Regions from separate parts of the Mus musculus genome. Here region 2 is linked to region 1. A link is a contact called in public Micro-C data. All regions are on one chromosome and are shown on one strand. The core of a region is the stretch at or near the end of the contact, and the rest is flanking DNA. Distances in the headings are between cores, read along the strand shown. Region 1 holds the start of Ankrd44 (ankyrin repeat domain 44). Region 2 holds the start of 9130024F11Rik (RIKEN cDNA 9130024F11 gene).

The links. Hi-C and Micro-C count contacts between places; a contact is called where the count stands out from the background.
Region 2: a Micro-C map of embryonic stem cells shows a contact between it and region 1, with 8 times the contacts expected there. The contact joins the promoter of 9130024F11Rik here to the promoter of Ankrd44 in region 1. A contact is called at or near these places in 1 of 484 Hi-C or Micro-C datasets (embryonic stem cells) and 1 of 115 datasets of contacts at active chromatin or transcription factors (astrocytes).

The regions. Positions count from the first base shown.
Region 1 is chr1:54,924,797-54,928,004 of GRCm38.p6, forward strand. It overlaps Ankrd44 (ankyrin repeat domain 44), which reads right to left and starts at 1,591. Exons shown (of 28, transcript NM_001081433.3): 1 at 1,344-1,591. The coding sequence starts at 1,370.
Region 2 is chr1:56,969,826-56,973,033 of GRCm38.p6, forward strand. 9130024F11Rik (RIKEN cDNA 9130024F11 gene) reads left to right here and starts at 1,644. Exons shown (of 2, transcript NR_024326.1): 1 at 1,644-1,946. Satb2 (special AT-rich sequence binding protein 2) reads right to left here and starts at 1,509. Exons shown (of 11, transcript NM_139146.2): 1 at 1,287-1,509; 2 at 1-55.

The DNA of each region.
Region 1 (3,208 bases), core at 341-2,840:
ACAAAGTAGGGGAATGTGTACCATCATCGTTGACAGGACTCTGGACACAATACAGCATAAGACTTAAAATAAGCAGATGTCTAACAGTTGGCAAAAATTGGAAACAAAGGGTAGAGAAAATCCTAATATCAATTTACAAGCACTTTAAATGCTCAGTAGCCAACGAGGAGGGACAGGTTCACACAATTAACAGCTGCTCTCCCTGCTAAATTTAACAGAGTTTTTAACTCAGTGACTTCTGAACCAAGGCGGGGAGGGGAAGAAAGCGGGGCTGTAAATACTTAAGGAAAGCAAGCTGAAGTAAATTTAATCTAAAGGGGCAAAACAAACCATTGTGGCTCACTACCGCAAAGGTTGCATTTAAGTTGCAGAATATTCTGGCTGAATTCTAACTAGCAAGACGCCAGATGCAACCTATTAAGAAGTTGGAGGTGCTTAATAGAGGGGACTGGCCTGTTTGACACCATGTATCAAAGTCAAGATCGCCTCTTCGCTTACCAGGCCCCCAAAACAATGTTCATTTCAGTGTAGATGCATAAACCGGGACGTTTCCCCCCTTTTCATGTAAAGAATTGTGAGGTTTTGTTTTGTTTTGTTTTGTGTTTCAGGCAATTTAGTTGGACTTCCCGTGTGTGTCAATGTCCAGACCTGTAGCAAAGACTGTCAATCGGATTCAATAAATAATTTCATGGCTTCAAGCTGAACTCTGGGGCTGCCGGGTGTGATGTCTCCGTCAAAAAAGCAACAAAGCTGAGGGGCACCAGCGCCTGCGAGCTCAGCCTGGGACCTGACTCCATCTCCTATTCGGAGACCTGGGCCGAGAGCTCGCGTCTCTCTGCACCCTCAATCCCACATCCCACACCCAGCCCCTGGGCAACTAAAGAGGAAGTCGGGGTGTCCTATCCAACCGATGAAGATAGCCTATTGCACGGGAGCGGGGATCCCGGCCAGTCTCTTGCCTGACGCGGGAGAGGTCTGGGGAAGCGGGGCTGCGAGGCTGAGATCCTCTCTCCCGCCGTCCACCTTCCTCCTCCTGAGCCCACGGGCAGCCTTCCCCCGAGCACCCCCAGGCTGACTGCTCCTGAGTGCACGACGCAGTCCGAGGCTCCCCTCTCCCGGTGCGGCTGCGACCCGCGTTCCCCGCGTCCGGCGGCCACTCCCGCATCTCGCCGACCCTCTCCGGCCGCGAACGCGCACTTGCGACGGCCCAGGGCGGAGACTGCGCGGGAGCCGAGCCCCGCGGCAGGCCGTGCACGCTCAAAGGCTGCGCGTAAACAGCCCGGGGCGCGCTCCGCTCGCTCGGCGCCCGCCGCGCCCCCTTCTCCGCTCCCCGCCGCCCCTACCTGCTCGCAGAGTTTGAGCACTGCCATTCTTCCTTTCCCGCGCGCGCGCACATACAGCTCTCCGCTCCGCAGATGTCAACGCCGGGAGCCCGGGGACGCGGAAGGGACGGCCCGGGAAAGCTCCAGGAGCTGGGCTCGCGAAGGTGACAGCCCCGCCACTGCTCGGCCGCCGCCGCCTGCCTCTCAGAGCCCAGCCCCGGCTCGCGGGAGTCGCAGCCCGGCCCGCCCGCCTTTATACAGGAAGTGCCGGCCGCTGCCAGCCGGGCCGCCACTGACATCACCGCGCGCTGCCTCGCGCCGCCCGGGCCGACGCTGCCTCCTGCCGCCCGCGGCGGCTCCTCGCAGCCCTCGGCCCCGGCGCCCTCCCACACCTGCACCCCGCTCCGCCAGGAGCCAGCCGAAAGGGGAGGGGGCCTGACGCTGACCCTCCCCAGCAATCCCACCCACGCGCACGCCACCGATGGGCAATCCCTCGCCGACACACCCCAGGGGTCCAGAAAGCTTGCTACTCACAGGCCACCAACTTTCACCCTGCAGACTGTGTCACACCCCCTTTCCCTAAACCTCTTCCCTAATCAGATTGCTCCGGCGCTCCGAATTTCTGCCACCTAGGCGCTGGGCTGACAGTCTCTTTGTTTAATATAAGGAGGCCATGGATGCGTTGTTGAGTCCAGGGTTTCTCTAAACATATAGCGGTGGGAACGGGAGCTGTGACCCTCCGGTCACCTCCTAGTTAAACCACACACTACCCTAACTTGGTAGCCTAGGCTTGGGACTGAAGGTGAAACTGAGTAGGAAAAAAAGAGTCCTACTAAATTACTGCATTAAATAAGTCCTAGCTGATTTATTCCTACAAGAGTAAGTTGCATGCTGCCCACTTTCCACCCTACACACACAGAAGACAGCTGTCCGACAGATTAGGCTTCTAATACAGAGGTAGCAATCCGTAGTAAGTGTTGGTATTTCTGCGATCTGGAAAAGCACTTATAAATTCCGGCAGTGACTGGGCATGGAGAGAAATGGAGCATAAGCAGGTAAGATATTCTGCTGGCTAGTTTTTACCTCTACTTGACACGGGCTACAGTCATTTGAGAAGAGGGAGCCTCAGGTTTGTTTGTTTGTTTGTTTGTTTGTTTGTTTGTTTTTTAAAAAGGCTCCCACCAGATTGACCCGTGAGCAAGCTGGTAGGGGCATTAAGAAAATTAATTAAGAAAAACTGATGATTAATGTGGTCGGGGTCAGCTCTCTGTGAGTTGTGTCACCCTGGGTAGGGGTAATCTTGGGTGTATAATAAAGCAGACTGAGCAAGCCATGAGCACCAAGCCAGTAAGCAGCACTTCTTCCTGGCATGTGCTTCAGTTCCTGCTTCCAGGTTCCTGCCTTGCGTTACTGCCCTGTCTTCCTTCAGTGATGAACTGTGATGTGGAAGCGGAAGTACAAACAAATTCTTTCTTCCTCAAGTTGTTTTTGGTCACTTTTCCTTTTTTTGTCACACTAGAGCCCGTAAGTAAGACAGGTGCCTACTCTCAAAGGGCACTCATATAAACCAGATAGGCATTGCAGATTAATATAATTCCAAACCGAAATAAAGGATCATAAGGAGAAGTATTTAGGAAGCAAAAGACCAGACTAAGCTGGGCGTGGTGGCGCATGCCTTTAATCCCAGCACTCGGGAGACAGAGGCAGGCAGATTTCTGAGCTCGAGGCCAGCCTGGTCTACAAAGTGAGTTCCAGGACAGCCAGGGCTACACAGAGAAACCCTGTCTCAAAAAAACAAAACAAAACAAAACAAACAACAACAAAAAAAAAAGACCAGACTAGACCAGTGGCTAAGGGCAGGCTTCCTGAAAGAGGGGAAAGCTGAG
Region 2 (3,208 bases), core at 394-2,893, 2.0 Mb after region 1:
CTCCGATTTGGAGACAAAGTTCCCACCGGCAGGTCGCAATAAAACGCGCAGGGACCTAGGGAGGGGGCGGAGGGGAGGAAAGGGGGAGGGAAAAAAAAAAGAGGGAAAACCGCTCACACACGTGATAGACGATCAGGCCAGTGGCAGAGCACTGCACCGCAGCCACACAAACTTCCTCCCACGCTGCAGAAGGGTACCGAAGGGTCCCGGGAAAGCAAGTCCCAACCAAACAAACACTGGAGGTCCCAAAGCTGCCCAGAACTTGAGGTACTAAGACCTGCTCTGTCTCAGGTCCCAAGAGTTAGCCCTCAGTTGTGTGGACAGAGTCGGACCTCGAAGCCTTTAAGCAGTACCCCATTCATTGCGGGCAGCGCTGGCATTATCCTCTCTTTGATAAAGAGCCACCACCACCATAAGCCCCACTTGGGGTGTCAGGGTTTTGAAAGGAGCGTACTTATGGGCGAGAGGTCCCACCAGGCCAGGGAGGGAGCAAGGACTTACACGGGTCCTTAAGCAAATTAATTGCTTGATAAATGCGCTGTGGATGGCCAAGCTGGATCAATGGATCCATGGAATCCCCACCTTTTACCTTTATGGACCAAGTACACTTGTGTACACAAACACACACCTTTGCACACAAAAAAATTAACTATAATTTCACGTGAGCGAGCATCCCAAAACACTCTGAGATTTGGAAAGGCTACCCTCCATCCCAGGATCACAATTATTATTTGGGAGCATTCTTATCTTCATCGTATCCTGGATGTGGTTGTTGTTTTTTAAGCCATTAAGCGTACAACATAAGAGAAAGAAATCTTGATTCTTAGGTACAGGAGCAGGCTTCATTAATCCTAATTTCTAAATCTGGAAAGTTTTTCTCGAGGTCCCTAGGCGAGCAGTGCTCCATACTCTTCAATTTTGGAGGAGTGACCCGGAAGAAGGGAAAACACCTGATGAAACGGCGCCCACATTGTCACTGAAACCCATGAAAGGAACCCCTAATACACCAGGGGCTCTGAGAATCCTCTAAGAGCGCTTTGGACGCGGGAGAAGCCTAGTCGCCACGAGTCCAGACGAGGTGGTGGTGGGGGACAGAGAGGAGTTAAGAAGAATGCGAAAGATGTAGGGAGTGCTCGGAGGGGTTGCCAGTGAAGGCTCCACCGCACTTCCCGGCTTCGCCTAAGCGCGCGTGAGAGCCAGAGCCCCAGAACAGCCGGGGAACTTAGCGCGCCCAGGGCTTCCCGAACTACAGGCGCCGCGTGGGAGCCCTCGCCCAGCGTACTTACTGCTCACGGTCTGTCTGAAACTTGGCTGGCTGGGGCTCTGTCCATGGAGCAAAAGTAGAGAATCCAGGGTGGAAAGTTTTTGGTGAATTGTAGTGTTGTCCTAGTCTTCCTTTCTCTTTCCTCCTTCCCCTTTCCTTTTCCTCTTCCCCGGTCCTAGCGTTTAAGGTCCTGGGTCAGGGTGTCTTCTTCTGGTTCGGAGATGGTTGTTATGATGATGGGGGCGGGGGGCAGTGAGGGAGGAGGAGGAGAGGGAAAGGAGGACTCCTCCAAAGGGGCACCAGAGCGAGCGGGGGAGGGGACGGCGGAGGAGGGGGGGGGGAGAGGGGGCTGAAAGAGCCTTTCACACCTTCGGGTAGAAGACCGGTTCTGGAGAGAAAGGGCTGAGGACTGGGAGGCTGCGGCGGCTGCTGGCTCCTACAGCCGCTAGCTCCAGAGGAGGCGCGGCCAGAGTCGCGGGGACGTTGCCACCAAGAGCGGGGAAGGTGCGGAGACCCCGGACCGCGCGCAAGAGAAAACGCGGCGGCCGCACAAGCTGTCACCTCCAACCTCTCCCCTCGCGGCTGCCTCTGCCAGAAGCCAGAGCCGGACTCACTGACAAGCCGCAGAGAGAAAGACACTGAGAGGGAGATGATTATTAGTTGCGTTGAGTCATCAGGCAAAGTGAGTCCTTTTGGGTTGTCCTCGGTTTCCGATTTCTCCCCCTCCCCCTTTCGGTCCCCAGATCTAGCGCCTTCAAAATAATAATTTGGGGTGGGGGTAGGGGATGTCTCTGGGTTATTTCGGGATGGGAATGGGGGGGACGGATCTAAACCCAAGCCAGACTGGTCCACCGCAATGAAGGAGGGGAGTGGGGGGCGGGGAGGAGGGCTGGGGAGGTTGCGGGGGGAGGGGGGCCCCGCCTGGCAGGAAATTAAACATCAATCAATCAATCGCTGTGAGCACGGCGACCCAAGGAGCCGGGCTGCGGAGGAGGCACAGGGATAGGCGAGGGGGTGGGAGTCAGGGAAAAAGGAGGAAGGGGGGAGTCGGAGGTGGGAGCGGGGTGGCAAGGACCTCATGCACCGGGCGACGAAGGACGGATGGCTGAGGACTGAGTGTGGCGCGAGGCGGTGGCCACGGCCGACGAATGGGTGCGTCTAAGCGCTGACGAACGCCAGGGCCCAGGGTCTGGTCCTCCTCCTTGTAGCAAGTCCAGGGCGCAGCCGCCTCGCCCAGCCCCTAGGCGCACTCGTCCCGGCGCGCAGGCTGCGGCGACTAGGCGGGCGCTCCGTGTCGCGGCTCGCCGCAGAGGCGCAGGCTGGCGCTCGGGAGGCGGCAGAGGCTGCCTCGTCTCCGGGCTCTGTTAATTGCGCCGCCGAGTACTTTCGACTTTGGAGATAGGAGGGCGATCGCCTCCCCCACCCACCGCCTCCGCCCACCACCCACCGCCTCCGCCCCTCGGAGCAACTTTTCTCGGTGCGAGCGAGCTCCCCATCTGCTCGGAGCCGACCGGCCCGGCCCGAAGCGCTCCCGGCCGCGTTTGGGGAAGGCCACTTCTCCCTCAAATCCCGTGCGGCCGCGGGTCCGGAACAATAGCCCGGGTGTCCCGAACGCCTGGAGCGAGACTCCGCCCGTCCGGCTGGCTGTGGGTCCGGCACTGGAGAAAGGGTTGCTCCGTGGGCACAAGGCAGGCTGCATCCCTGCCACTCTCGCCACGCGGGCTACGTTGCGAGCGGCGCAGCCCGAGCTGCCCGGAGGCCAGAACACTGTGCCGGCCGGGGCGCTGAAGCTGCGCGCCCCTCGGGTTGCAGCACTGGGGCTCCCGAAGACCCTCAGCGGCTGAGGACCGAGTTCGGCGCGAGCAGAGCTGAGCCGTGGGGACCTAGCCTCTCCGCCCCGAGCGAGGCCGCGCCGATGAGTCCCTAGCTGGTCCTTCTAAGGCT